3 separate regions of the Mus musculus genome follow, and all the other regions are linked to region 3. A link is a contact called in public Hi-C and HiChIP or PLAC-seq data. All regions are on one chromosome and are shown on one strand. Each heading gives the region's core, a stretch centred on a gene start, on an enhancer-like site or on the middle of the called end of the contact. The rest is flanking DNA. Distances are from core to core; before and after follow the strand shown.

Region 1 (4,764 bases), core at 1,160-3,659, 35 kb after region 3:
TCCAAAGCAATGCATAGACCTTTCCTGCTGTGAAGCAGGCTTTGTTTGGGTCAATGCTCCATGGTATGCAGCCTGGATGAAAGGATTGTCAACCCTTCTCTCCTATCTTACTCTCGTAGGTGGAAGGACTGATATTTTGCTCTGGTAGCCAATAACTAAATAACACGTACATCCACAACTTAACAGAAATGGTGGTTACTGGTATGAAAACATTCAATTACACAGTTACATCTGTGAACAATTTAAGACAGCCAAATAATTGTGCCATAGGAACTTCAAGGAAGACACAAACAAGGACATTTTGGAAGCATCTACTATAATGCACCTTCATAATCTCCGAGTGAAGCACTCTTTCTTAGGCAAGGAGGTGCTGGGGTCTCCTCCCTTCACCCTGTGAACACACTGACAGAGCTCTCAGATGGGCTTACAGATAGCAGCTTAACCCAAGTGGGCAGAAATGACGACCGTGGGGAATTCATGGTTCTGGAGGCCCAAGGACTGCTTCCCCTGACTTGGCACAAACTTTCTGCTTCAGATTGGGTTTCTCCAAACTTCTGCAGCTATTTCCAGAGCAGGCCAGAGTATATTATCTCAGACACTTGTGGGCCATTTCTTGAGCAGGACAATGTGGGTGCCATGGGCCTATGATTCATTCAATCCGGAGTTTTAAGTTGCTTGTGGTGGTGCATATCTGTCATTCTAGCACTCAGGAGGCTGGGGCAGATGCATCACTGCAAGTCTGAGTCAGTCAGAGGTATAAAGAGTTTATGAATGCATGGTGAGACACTGTCTTGAAAAATCCAAAGAAATGAAACCAAATAAAAGCAATTCTTTCTTCCCTACAACGTGGGCTCCTCTCTCAAGGTAGTGCATGCTAACTAGTCTGTTGCTTCACCCTTACATTTAACTGCTTACCAATCCATAACTTCCAAATCTACTTACTATTTTTCTCCACTGTTGCAACCCTATCACTACCTTGTGAGTTATAACTAGTTTATCCCTGGGGCTCTCCCTACCTAGCCTGTCTTACTGACAGCACAGCACAAGGACCTTTCTCAGTCAGGGATCTATATTGCTTTTAGGGCTGCTTAAAATTTGACTTCCCTTGCTAACTGCTTCCAAACTCAACAGCCTGCTCCCTTTTACCATGTCCTCCTATTGGTTCTGATTGTCCTTCCCACTGCAGGATGTAGCATGCAGCACCTCTAGAGCTCAGCTTTACCTCACTTAACTTGCCCTTCATGGCATTTTCTAACACTTGCACCCAGCTCCATATTGCAGCACCAATCTTCAAAAGCTTCCCACACAAGAGGGCAGCCTGGCCACCAGACTTCTTTACAGTACCCTGCTGCGCTCACACAGCATCAGTTTCACTCGGTAGTAAGCACCATACTTGGGCTTTCCTGCTCCCAACACTGACTACAGCCAACTCCTAACCAATGGGAATCCTGTGGATCCTCCAACTCTTCAATTAGGATCCGTCTGTTTAGCTATGTCTTTTTGGTACTCTGCAATCTGCAGCCTTTAGTCTTCACACTTCAGACTTCAAGACCTGCCTTCTTATCTGCACCATCTTCTGTTGTACTGCTAAGGAGGCTTTTGACTTCTAAGGCACACATGTTGTTTCTGGCCAGTCTTAAACTCCAGTGGCTCTGCCTGTGGCTCTTAGGCCCTGGACTTTGTACACACACATCTCTGGATTTCAAAGCTCTCAAAAAAAAAAAAAAATTCCTGTACATTTAAAGTGTGTGCTGTGTCCCTTCTCTCTCTGGAGGAAAGTGAACTTTCCATAGAATTCCAATGAGGAAAAGCTAGCCAGATGACTACCCTTGGATATGTGCCCTTGGCCTTCCTCTGGCCTAGAGGACTGATGGAATCTATCCTACCACTTGCAAGAGAGAACAAGGCACAGGACCTGTTGAGACACAGAGCACGGCTCTCTAGGAGTACTGGCTGCAGAAACCACAGCGTCACAATTTTTAAACACCAACATGAGAGACACCATTCTTTTCTGCAGTCTACAGACTTGCAGAGTGGCAGTAACAAGCTTCTGTTGTTGTATGGGGTCCTGTGCCTACTGCCAGTGAGGTCATGTAGGGGAAAGTGGTGGTGGTTGTGGTAGGGGCAGGTCATACCAATGGAGGTCAACCAGTGGACCTGACCATACCTACCACCACCACCAGCTCTCTCTTGGTGGGGTTTCCTGGTCTAAGCAGCCCACTCACTGGGTCCTTGTGTACCCCTTCTCTCTGGAGGTCACTAAATGGACTTTAAACCTTCACTCCTTACTTTCTCCTTCCTTCACTGCCTCTAGGCAGTGACCACCCAGGCACCAGGCTCTTGCGTATTCTGCACAGCCCTGTGCCCTAAAGTGTGAGTCATACTAGGCAAAGGGGCTCAAAGACACTCACCAAGGGCCCTGTTTTCCGACAGAAACTTTTCATTACATAGGAAATGAGGTCACACACTAGGGCACACAGGGAACCAGTGAGAAAAACTTGGTGCCAAGAAACAAGGTGGGGGTGGTGGTGGTGATGGTAATGTTAAAAAAAATGGGGAAACCTGACACAAGCCACCAGGAGAGATCACCTGTGCTCTAGAGTAATTTGTACTAGGCACACACAGAATTAAAAACAAACAAAAACCAGTCCTGATTTCCTCTAAAAGTACATATAGCATATCTGATTTTACCAAGTCACATTTGGAAGGCACTTTGTTGGCTTATTGCAGGCTTTAGAGACCCCAATTCAAAAGAAGACCACCACAGAAAGAGGACCAGAGGATGGGGTTGCAGATAGGGTTACTTCCTCTAGGGTGGGAGGTGAGGGCAGTGACATAGTGTTGCCCGCTCCACTGACTTGGCTCCTCATTCCAGGGCTTGGCTGCAGCCTGGCCTGACCTTCCAGGTTTCCCTGGCAAGTGATCAAAGCTCTGAAGCCACAAACACAGTTCAGAATTCAGAGGCCCTGCGGCCAACCCCCCCCCCCCAAGTCACCCCTCTCAGTCCCCTCCCCCATGACTGCCTTTCTGCCAGCTCCCATCCGGCTGCACTGAGAAAGGGCTCTCCCACCAGCTGTACTCCTACCCACCACAAGATACTTCTTGCCATAATTAAAGTCATTAAGTCTCCAAAGGCTCCCATGGGCTTCAAGTTCTAAGTTCCCGAGAGTGAGTGAGTGAGCGAGCGAGGGAGCGGATGAAGGATTTTTAAGTCCTAGTTAAGATTATGCTGATCTATTCAGGAGACATGTAGCAGCGAGAATCCAGCGGTTAAGTTAATGGTTAAGGCTGCCTAAGTTTAAACAGTGTTATTTATTCTCAAAATATGCAGCAGCCTCCACTTAATTCCTACTAATTAAAGGAACCAACAGAAGAGGCTGGAGTCTGTAGTCATGTACGGCGCCGATGTACAGGTTGTGAGTCTTTTCACAATCAGAAACTACTGGGTGTTAAACGGAAATGCATTTCCTTAGATCTTAATCTCAAACACAGACTTTTAGATCAGTTCCAAGAAACACAATGGTCCCCTTTGTTTTGACACCTGACAAGGAGCACCAAAAACTCAAAGAGAGCCTGTGCACACCCTCCTGTTCCATCCATCCTTCTGAGTAAATGAAGGATGTTATGGAAAAATGGCTGTAGAGCTGTCTATGCCTGAAAGAGAAACTTGTAGAGGACTTGGAAGCTGTTACCTTGCCTTGGGAGGTTCTCAAAGTCCCATTTCAGGCCAGATCTTATTAGGTCTGTAACTGGAAACTTCAAAAAAGGACCACTGCCTTCTGTACATGTGGCAACTAATTAATATAAACAAGTGTTAATTAGGTGGCAGAACCAGACTTAACAACCTTGCCTGCAAAGTCTGAGCACCTCAGCGGCCCTCTGGAGAATCAGGGTAGGTTCTTGCAGCAAGGGGCTTTGTTCTTAAGATTGGCCTACTGAGAGAGAAACTGGGGGACTGAAAAATAAAAATAAACTAAAAATCACTGCCTGGTGAGGTGTCTCAGTGAGTAAGGACATCTGCCATCAAGTTTGATAGTTTAGTTTGATCCCTATGTTCTGATGCTGATGGACTAGTAGGAATCTGGATCTAATTAAGCAGAACCCAGCAATACTTGCGATGAAGGAAAAGAAATTACAATACTCTTGAATCAGGTGGTAAACAGATTTAAAAGCAAATTCAAAACAGAAATATTCTGACTATACAACTTTAACACTAAGCACAAAATATCCTAGACTATACTGAGGAATATACACTATTCCTCAGTTCCTCATTAGAGTGTGCTCACAGTTCACCTGCCACTTGGAAGGGGCTTACACACATGCAGGTGGCCTCTCAGTCTTCAAACACCAAGTTCCCTTCACCTTGCTTAGAGACCTATGTTGCCATAGTCATCTGTCCCTAGGAGGATAGGAAGCTATAGGAAGGACTGGGAACTAGCACAGGGCCATCTTGGGTGTGGATTAAGGGGATGATAAGCTAGGTCTTCTGCTAACACCACACATCTTGTCATCAGCAACAGTGACTGGAAGCATGAAACTTCAGAAGGGAAAGTAAAATACTCATTAATGTTTGAGGTGAGACACTCAGTGCTTCCAAATGTGCGCAACTGCAAGGCTAGGGCAGCTGGCTCCACTACAGAGCCAGAAGCTTGTAAGTTATATATCTTGTCTATGAATTAGAGGGTTGACATTTAACCTAAACCTCTCCCAATCCCATCCCATCCCATCCCATCTCCCATCCCATCCCATCTCCCATCCCATCCC
Region 2 (4,768 bases), core at 1,615-4,114, 46 kb before region 3:
TTCCATTTAATTTATAGACTAACGGGAAGAACTCCACCTTAGTAATATTTGTGTTGTCAAGGTTGCGAGCAGCTAGATCTGTCTTGTCACTCATTAGGTTCTCATAGCTTCATTACAAACTCTTACATCTATTAATTAACCCCACCTCCTCACTCTTACTCCCAGTGCTGCTGGGATCTAAGGCTTTACAAGTGCTGGGTAAGTGCCCATCAATAGGTGACACTCTGGGTCCGATCTATAGTCTTTGAAAATGGTAAGATTTTCTTTTCTATTCTTTTTTTTTTTTTGGACAAAGGGGTTTATTGAAATACACTGCATGGGAGCATTTGGTGAGCTCCCGGAGAGGTCACTCAGACATACCAATGAGATGTGTGATATTATAATCATTTGTTTAAAAGCATACATTATTTACTGCTAGTATATAGATACACAGCTTTTTGTATATGACCTTATAGCTACAACCTTGTTCAATTTATTCACTGATTCTAGCCCTTTTTCCATAGGTTCCTTAGAATATTCTATAAAGTAAAAAATCCTTACTTTCTAATATATTTACCCTATTTCTTTTTTCAAAAACCATTTCTTTAGCAAGACCCTCTAGGCCAATGAGGAGAGAGTGGGCATTACTGTCTGCTTATGACACTAGTTAGGAGGCATGGGCTACTTCACAACTGAAGAGGGGATTAGCTACAGGTATCCTTGACTAGATACTTGCAATTACAGCCTGGCTCTGCAGTGCATGCTTATAATCCCAACCCGTGGGCAGGGAAGGCAGGAGAACCAAGAGTTCAAGGTCAACCTGGACTATATGAGATCCTGTCTACACACACAGACACACACACACAGACACACACAGAGATACACATGTTTGTTTGTTGTATTTTGAAACACGGTCTCATAGTCTCATTATGTAGCTGTGATTGGCCTATAACTCACTATATAGACCAGGCTGGCCTGGCCTGAAACTCACAGAGATCCACCTGTCTCTGCCTCCCAACGTGTTGGAATTAAAGGTGTGCAATAACATTCATTCAGTCAATAGCCCGGTCATTGTGGGTGGTTCTTAAGGTTAGGTACACTTTTATGGAAACAGTAAGTGAAGATCTGAGATATTTGCAGACCTTGATGTTCATTTTGTGAATCACACTATGAGGGCTGTCATATGGTAACGATCCTACCATTCCTTCTATTCTTACAAGTCTGCATTTCCTAATCACCAATGTTTCTCTTCTCACTCGGCCACCACTGGGAGTGGTGTGGGGTGCTCTCATCTTAGTCAATAAGATGCATCTGTTACTATCACTCTCTGAAGCTTAAAGCTGTCAGATTTAGGTCATGGAACCCCTTTCAAGGCAGCTTCATCCAGTTGATGAATCTGTACTGTTTCTGTCCTACACAAGATGTTATGAACACATCTTGTGCTTTGAACACAGAATGGGTAATTTCCCAACAGAGCTGCTTTCTGGTGGAGACCTGAGTGCTGGCTAGACTCCCCGTTATCAGTGTGTGGCAAGGATAGTGATGAAGTGTATGTGTGTGCACACACAGCCATTGCACAGTCATATAACATTACTATCTACCTGCTTCCTCCACCACTCTCTGGACTTCCTTTCAGGTTCCCCAGCTTCCACATTTGCATGTCCCTTCTCCAGCAGCCAGAGCATGCCGGCTCTGAAACACTCAGTACATACTCACGCTCTGCACAAGCAACAAACCGCAGGGCCATGGGGTCCACTGCCTCGCTTATCTGCCTTCCTCACATGAGTATGGTATCCTTCTGTCTTGGGCTTAATTAATGGCTTTTAGACTGACTTGGTTAAGGAAAGGGAGAAAAAAAAAGGAGAGAGGGCGGGATCTTCTGTCTAATTTAATACAAAACAGCACTACTGACCCTTAGTGATTGGGAAATACATTTTAGAGAAAGAAAGAGAGAGAGAGAGAGAGAGAGAGAGAGAGAGAGAGAGAGAGAGAGAGAGAGAGAGGAAGGAAGGAAGAAGAAGAAAAGAACATTTGGAAAAGAGGTAAGGCATGGTAGTTTGCCACAGAAGGGACCCACCGCCTTGGCTTGACTCTAAGGAGTCATTAGCATCCCTGATCATAACAGACAAGGGCTGAGAGGAGGCTACCGGGGACCCCTCTCCCCATCTTTACATGAATGCTGCCTGTGCTCCAACTCCCCAGCCTACTCTTTCCATGTGACCTGACAAGTGGGCTGCTGGAATTTATCGTTATCTTTTCTAGAGTTGTACGCTGTGGAGCTGGTACCTTGAATCTCTGACTCCGACAGAAGCTGATACAGGTTTGTATGGTGAGCTTGTTAGAGGTTTTACTGGTGCCCGTGAGAGGAGGTGGGTTTCCATGATCCTTGTAGCAGCCAAGGTTTCCAGGCACTAGAGACAAACAAAACAGAAGAATTTCACAACATCTGGCTGGGAAACACTAAGAAGGAAATGCGGTCTGTGCCAGGTGTGCTCTGCCCACAGTGTTTACACCCTGAGTTACAACACAGGCAAATGACAACAAGCTCTAAGCGGACCCTCTGGTAGTGTTCTCTACACCATCTGCAAGGAAATGTGGCACACAGATCCCCAGCTTACTTTCTCCGTGTCGGGAGAATTTAGTACTGAAAAGAAGCAGGAACAATGTCTTAGAATAGAGAAGGTGGCTTTGCTTCTGTCCCATAGCACCCATCTTCCAGTAACTCAGTTAATGACACACCCAGAGGGAAAGAACAGAGGAACCCTGGTAGGAAACCCGGAGGGATTCCTTTGGCCACGTACATGCAAATCTACAAGAAGACTGATACTGTGGGCATCGAGGGAATGAACACTGTTACCACAGCACAACCGGAAGTGTCTTTAACCTCATTCAGCACACCACAGGCATCCCTGTAAACAAGCAGGTGAAGGCACGCTTCGCCAAGAGAAGTAATGTGCACATGGAACATGTTAGGCACCGAGAGCCAAGGTAGTTTCCTAAAACTGGTGATGGAAAAACCTGTCAGAGAAAAGGATGCCAAGGAGAAGGCCCGTGTTCCCCAGAGCACCGGCCAGCTCCGCCGGAGGAGCACGTTTCACGCGAACTACTGGGGAGGGGCCTGGACTTCTGGAGCTGGTCCTCATGAGTTCATAGCTTAGTGTGCAAAAGCAGTCAAGGCCTAGCTTGTTAAAGAGAGATAGAGAGAAAGACAGACAGACAGACAGACAGACAGACAGATGGGCGAAGCAGGCTGGCAGTGTCTCAGGGTTAAAGTTGCTTGCTTGGTGACCTTGGTTTGATCTGTGGAACTCACATGGTAGAGAGAACCAACTCCTAAAAGGTGTTTTTTGGTCTTCACATGTATGCTGTGGCATCTGCTACCCCCTCCCATCCCCCAAAAGTGAAGCGATCAGATTTAAATGGTTCCAGGAGACTGGGGGAGCTCGAGTGGAAAGCACAGGCACACAGCCCCGGGATTTGAGGTTAAAGTAGGAGTGGTAAATTTGAGGCCAATCTGGGCCTCACAATACATTTGGATGTTTCAAAAGTAAACAAATAAATAAGGAAACAAACTAACAAAGGGGCTGGAGAGAAGGTTCCAAGGACAAGAGCACTGGCTCCTCTCCCGTTGGACACAGGTTGGACTCCTGGCATCTATAACACTGGCTCAAGACATTTCTGTAACTCCAATTCCAGGGACTCCAGATGCCTTATTCTGGCCTCTGCAGACATCAGACATCACATGGTATACATACATACATACATACATACATACATACATACATACATGCAGGCACAGACACATAAAATAAAAATATCTTTTAAAAAATCGAACAAGATCACTCTAAACACACCAAGGGAACCCAAGTCAACTTAGTACAGAGTATATAGGCGGTTTTTGTAGAATCAGTCTAATTACCCGTTAACAAATGAATGATTAAAAAATGTGATACAAAGACAACTGAGTTTTACTCAATCATAAAGAAAAAATTGGAGCCAGGCGTTGATGGTGCACACCTTTAATCCCAGCACTTGGGAGGCAGAGGCAGGTGGATTTCTGAGTTCGAGGCCAGCCTGGTCTACAAAGTGAGTTCCAGGACAGCCAGGGCTACACAGAGAAACCCTGTCTCAAAAAAAACCAAAAGAAAGAAAAAAGAAAAAAAAATGGGGCTGAAGCAATGTCTCAGAGGTTAGAAGCACTGACTACTCTTCCATAGGTCCTGAGTTCAATTCCAGCAACCACGTGGTGGCTCATGACCATCTTCAATGGAGTCTGATGCTCTATTCTGGTGTCTCTGAAGAGAGTGACATTATACTCATATACATAAACAAACAAACAAACAAACAAACAAATCTTTTTTAAAAGTTGTTTAAAAAAAGTCTAGCTGGGCATGGTAGTGCATATCTTTAATTCTATCATTCAGTAGACAAAGGCAGGTGGATCTCTGTGAATTCAAGGCCAGTCTCATGTACATAATGAGTTGTTCCAGGATAGCCAGGGCTACCTAGTAAGGATCTCACACAAAAAATAAACAAACAAAAGAAGAAAATTATTCAGCTGCACATATAAAGGCACACTGGTTGTGATAGTATGCATAGCCCTGTGCAAACTCAAGCTAGTCCAAACCCAGCATGGAAGGCCAAGGTGGGCGTGAGGTCCCACCCCTAGCTGAGGAGTCGTTGGAACTGACAGCCACTGGAGCAACAAGGGTCAGCTTTCCTTAGGAGGGCTGCCCTGACAGACTAGACACTCTGGTGGAAGGCCACACATCCAGGAATCTGGATGGGT
Region 3 (4,263 bases), core at 408-2,907:
TATTCTCAGTGTACAGCTTTTTTTTTTTTTTTTTTTAATTGGAAAGGATTTAACAAACTAGTCGCTAGGTTCTTGACAGGATATGATGCTGAAAACCATGTGGTTTGTTTCTGAAACTGCTTCTGGAACCAGAGGGGAAACATCACAAAGGCACTGATGTTGCAGAATGCTGAGGAACCCCGCTGAGGAGAGTTTGAGGGACCTAGTAAACTGTTTCACAACAGCCATAAATTTGTCCTTACCCAGGACTCCTAAATAAAAGCATACCAACTTTACCCAAGAGCTGTTGCATCTGACCTAGCAAAGCGTCGGTGCCTAACAGATGCTACCTCCCTGCAAGTGTGGGCAGAATAGGCTCACAGTGCCCTTTCCAGGAAGGAGCGCCAGTCCACTCCCACCCGTACCTCTCTCTCCATAGAGGACATTAAATCCTGAACACAAAGATGACAAAGTGGAAGGAGTTACTAGGTTACAGTTATGTTGACACGTCCTGGCTCTCGGAACGTCCCTCCCTCCCTCCCTGTTCACATACTACAAACAGTAGAAAAGAGCACATTATAGAAGTCCCATAGAAGGCAGCAATCACCTAGAAACCACTTCTACTGAGTCTCAGGTTTGGTGTGTTGGGAACTCCTCATTCTGCCGTCCCAAAACCCAGCTTTGCCTTTTGCCGGGATTCATCCTGAAAGAAATTCAGTATTCGCTGGGTAAACCAGGTGTCTAGTCCTTAGTGAACTGGGAAACACTATAATAAGTATTATTAAATCGTTTAATGACTACACATGGTGGAACACTCTAAGCAAGTTGCCTACAGTGTATCATTTAATGTTCACCAACACTGCTCATGGGAGTGAGTTACCCCCCCCCACTTTCAGATCAAGTAACAGAGGTTCAAGCAGCTTTGCCTCAAAATCACACAGAAAATAAATCTCAGCCTTTCCCCTAAATCCAAGCTGTCAAGAAAACAAAGCAACTCTGAGTTTTCTTTTACTAGTAAAACCCTGCCTTCGCAACATCACAATCCGCAACTTAGGGTGGAGACCCCAGTGGCAGGTTCACCAATGTCCTATGCTCATCAGCTCTCAACAACCTGCAAAGAAACCGAACTGGGCCAGACAACACCCTCATGCTTGTCCTTCCACTGGGAAAGGATTCCGAGGCAAGGAAGGGCGTGTGGGAACTAAGCTGCCATCCCAGCTTCCATCCTGGCCGAGAGCACCACCTCGGGCGGACGCCGCGGTGGACTCAGAGTAGTCTGCACTCGGTACGGGCGACTTTAGCCGTCACGCACCCCCTTCTCTTCCGTAAGTCGGAAGCAGAGTTCGGCAAAGTTAGAAGCCGGCACTCGGGGCAGAGTCCTGGTAACGCGGGACAGGCGCGTCCACGCCGCGTGCTGGGACAGAAGCCCGAACATCGGGTTCTCCGGGGTCCACGCGCGAGAGAGGGCGAGGGGGTTCGGGGGGGGGCCGGGGTCTCACTCACCGGGGCCGGAGCGGGGACCGGGCGCGGGCCGGGCCGCCAGAGTGAGCGCAGCGGCGGAGAGCAGCGCGAGACGGGCGGCGGGCGGCGCCATGGGCCGTCAGTGCGGGACCCCCGGGCGCGGCCCGGGGCAGAGGGGGCAGCACCGGGAGCCGGGGGCGGCCATGGGAGCAGGACGGAGCTCAGCGTCGCCCCGCCCTCGCCGCCCGGCCCGCCCCGGTCCGCCCCGGCCCGCCCCGGTCCGCCCCGGCCCGCCCTCCTCAGCGCCGCCCCGTCCTCCTCAGCACCGCCCGGATTGCCTGACGCCTGCTAGGATTCCGAGCCGGGCGGCCTGCGCATGCGCGGCCTGCCACTCACGCGCGGGAGCCCGCCCCCGCCCCACCTGGCTCCGCCCCCACAGCAGGCGCGGTGAGGCCACCCGAGGTGTGGAGTCTACAGGTGAGGGCGGGACGGGTCCTGCCTCTGAGTCCCCACGCTGAGGTTTGTCGGCGCTGACACCGGCCGAGCGCCGTGACCCCTGTTTCACCCTTACCTAGGTCGTGACTCACGCGCGAGTTCCACCACTGCGGTAGTAACCAGAACAAACCTCTTGCTCTTGCTAGGCTCGTGGTAGCGGCTAGCCAAAGCGTGTTCTGGAGTCCTCCAGTCCCGGTTCGTATCCCACTTGGTTACTCGTAAGATCTGTATAAATGTATACAGGTTTAAAGAAAACGGGGCTCCCTTCTGCTCAGTGGTATGTCGATACCGTCTGCTCCACAAAGCGGTTGTACAAAGTGAGATAATGCACGGAAACCTCGCACGCACAGTGGGGGCTCAGTAAATGTGGAGTTCTTTCTCCTTGTGGAGTCCTGCAGCTACCAAAGGGACAGCATACTGAGCCTTGTGCAGAATCCTATCATATCCGTGTCAACTAGCGCAACTTATTCTTTTAAAAATATGTATTTACAGCGGTGCAGTGGTGGCGCACGCCTTTAATCCCAGTACTCGGGAGGCAGAGGCAGATAGGTCTTGGTGTTGGAGACTAGTCTGATCTATAAAGCGAGTTCCAGAACAGCCAGGGCTATAAAACAGAAACAAAGAAAAAAATATATGTATGTATAAATGCATATGTACATACATATATGTTTTTTATTGTATGTGTATGGGTGCATGTGTAACACCAGAGGACCATTTGTGGGAGTCGGTTCTCCTTGCACTGTCGGTTCTGGGAACTCAGGTCCTCAACCTTGGTGGCAATTGTCTTTACCGATGAGCCATCACACCAGTTTTAAATTATTATTATTATTATTTTGAGTCTTGGAACTATGTAGATCAGGCTGTCCTCGCACTCACAGAGGTCTTCCTGCCTACGCCTCCCAAGTGCTAGAATAAAGGTGTGTGTCCCCACTCCCAGTTAAATTATTTTTAATTAGTATAAAATGGGTGATACACTATATATTTGCATATATATGTATCTGTGTGTATATATATATATCTCACCAATGTATTTTGCTCAACCATCAGCAAAATAGGAACCATAAAAGACCTCAAGGTCCAAAGATACGGAAGCAACAAAAGTGCCCAACTCGATGGGGCAAGCGCTGTGTCTCTTCATTAGGGGAGACTTGGGGTTCTGTGGCTTAAATTCTCGGTCTCCGCGAGGCAGCCCCCCACCCCCCAGGATCTCGAGCCTCCTTACTCCTCCTCACACCCCCAGGCAGCGGGGATTTTCCGATTGCTCTTGCTTAAAACGCCACGGCGACGCCCGGCAGGACAGGTCCGGGCTGTGCACCGAGAGCTTTCAAGTCCTTGGTCCGGGGCTGGCAAGTACAGGCCTGCACCAGGCTTGGCGGTGGCAGGAACATCTGCCCTCCTGTTCCTACTCGCTGTGCCCGGAGCAGGGCTGGGCGATCCTGGCCCCGTGGGATACCCTGGCCTACCTGGGGTACACCCACCCCTGCGCCCTGTGCCCCTCGCCCTCTCACTGGGCAGGTGTTCTCCCCAGCCTTCCCACACTCAGGAGGCAGCTCCCAGAGCTGGGCCCCAAGGGCGTAGATACCTCCCACGAGGCGCCTGCCTTTCTGTCCCTCTCCACCCACACGACCCAGAGCTGTGGCAAGAAGAATCTTGTTCAATCGTTTGCTTTCCCTGTTGTTCCTGAATTCAAGAACCCTAGGTGTTTCTGAGTGGACGCCCCCACCGCCCAGTGGACACACCCTTCACTTACTAGTGAGAACTCAGCCTCCAGGTTCCACACGTGGGACTGTTGTGTATATATATATATATTTTTTTTTCTTTTCTTTTCTTTTTTCTTCCTTTTTAACTGAGGGCCTAACATGACCCATGGACATCGGACATTACGGAGCAGAGAGCTTCGGCCCACAGCTGCAACAAGGAAAGAGCAATACGATTATGGTTAAGTCTGTGGTAACAATAAAGGGGCTACCCCAGGGGCCTGTGATATGGGGAGACACCACCGAAGCCAGTGCTCCACAAGGCTGCTTCACTGAGGTTGTTTTTAAGGGCCATAGGGCTTTTTGGTGATGCGCCTGCTTTTAAGTCACTCAGCTTCTGTCGTGAGACTGGATAAATTCGTTGGTTACAAAGCTGGGTTCGGGAGGAGTCTTCCTTGTCTGCTGTCGGAGCTAAATTTAGGGTGAATGGGTGTTTGTTCATACCTCCTCAGGCAAGGCAACCCAACACCAGCCTGTTTGCTCCTCCAGGAAGCCCTGTGACCTCTACCCTACACTCTTGGCTCTCCCCTCAAATGCAGCATTACCTTCAAAGACAATTTAAACCAACAGC

The links. Hi-C and Micro-C count contacts between places; a contact is called where the count stands out from the background. HiChIP or PLAC-seq counts read pairs in DNA pulled down with a chosen protein or histone mark.
Region 1: a contact with region 3 is called in an HNF4G HiChIP or PLAC-seq map of pancreatic cancer cells. The contact joins the enhancer-like site here to the promoter of Kremen1 in region 3. A contact is called at or near these places in 1 of 39 promoter capture datasets (macrophages), 1 of 15 datasets of contacts at CTCF or cohesin (the NIH/3T3 cell line), 1 of 484 Hi-C or Micro-C datasets (Th1 cells), 4 of 115 datasets of contacts at active chromatin or transcription factors (the SCID.adh cell line, embryonic fibroblasts, embryonic stem cells and 1 more) and 2 of 9 other capture datasets (adipose tissue and pancreatic islet).
Region 2: a contact with region 3 is called in a Hi-C map of double positive thymocytes, with 1.8 times the contacts expected there. The contact joins the enhancer-like site here to the promoter of Kremen1 in region 3. A contact is called at or near these places in 3 of 39 promoter capture datasets (the HPC-7 cell line, macrophages and neural stem cells), 9 of 484 Hi-C or Micro-C datasets (CD4 T cells, DN3 thymocytes, double positive thymocytes and 4 more), 7 of 115 datasets of contacts at active chromatin or transcription factors (the HPC-7 cell line, double positive thymocytes, effector CD8 T cells and 3 more) and 2 of 9 other capture datasets (adipose tissue and liver).

Annotation. Positions count from the first base shown.
Region 1 is chr11:5,294,367-5,299,130 of GRCm38.p6, forward strand. All of the region lies in intron 2 of Znrf3 (zinc and ring finger 3), which reads right to left. Among named protein-coding and RNA genes, the nearest start is that of Kremen1, 35 kb to the left of the region's middle. Within about 2 kb of position 2,410, at least 124 of the 459 cell types and tissues checked have an H3K27ac peak or open chromatin away from gene starts, as enhancers often do. A contact at or near this core is called in the SCID.adh cell line, Th1 cells, embryonic fibroblasts and 1 more, where this site is marked.
Region 2 is chr11:5,213,142-5,217,909 of GRCm38.p6, forward strand. It overlaps Kremen1 (kringle containing transmembrane protein 1), which reads right to left. Exons shown (of 9, transcript NM_032396.3): 4 at 2,266-2,390. Among named protein-coding and RNA genes, the nearest start is that of Gm25142, 36 kb to the right of the region's middle. Within about 2 kb of position 2,865, at least 40 of the 459 cell types and tissues checked have an H3K27ac peak or open chromatin away from gene starts, as enhancers often do. A contact at or near this core is called in DN3 thymocytes, the HPC-7 cell line, double positive thymocytes and 1 more, where this site is marked.
Region 3 is chr11:5,259,953-5,264,215 of GRCm38.p6, forward strand. It overlaps Kremen1 (kringle containing transmembrane protein 1), which reads right to left and starts at 1,658. Exons shown (of 9, transcript NM_032396.3): 1 at 1,483-1,658. The coding sequence starts at 1,573. Gm46268 (a long non-coding RNA gene) reads left to right here and starts at 1,065. Exons shown (of 4, transcript XR_003949640.1): 1 at 1,065-1,264; 2 at 1,764-2,130; 3 at 3,787-3,873.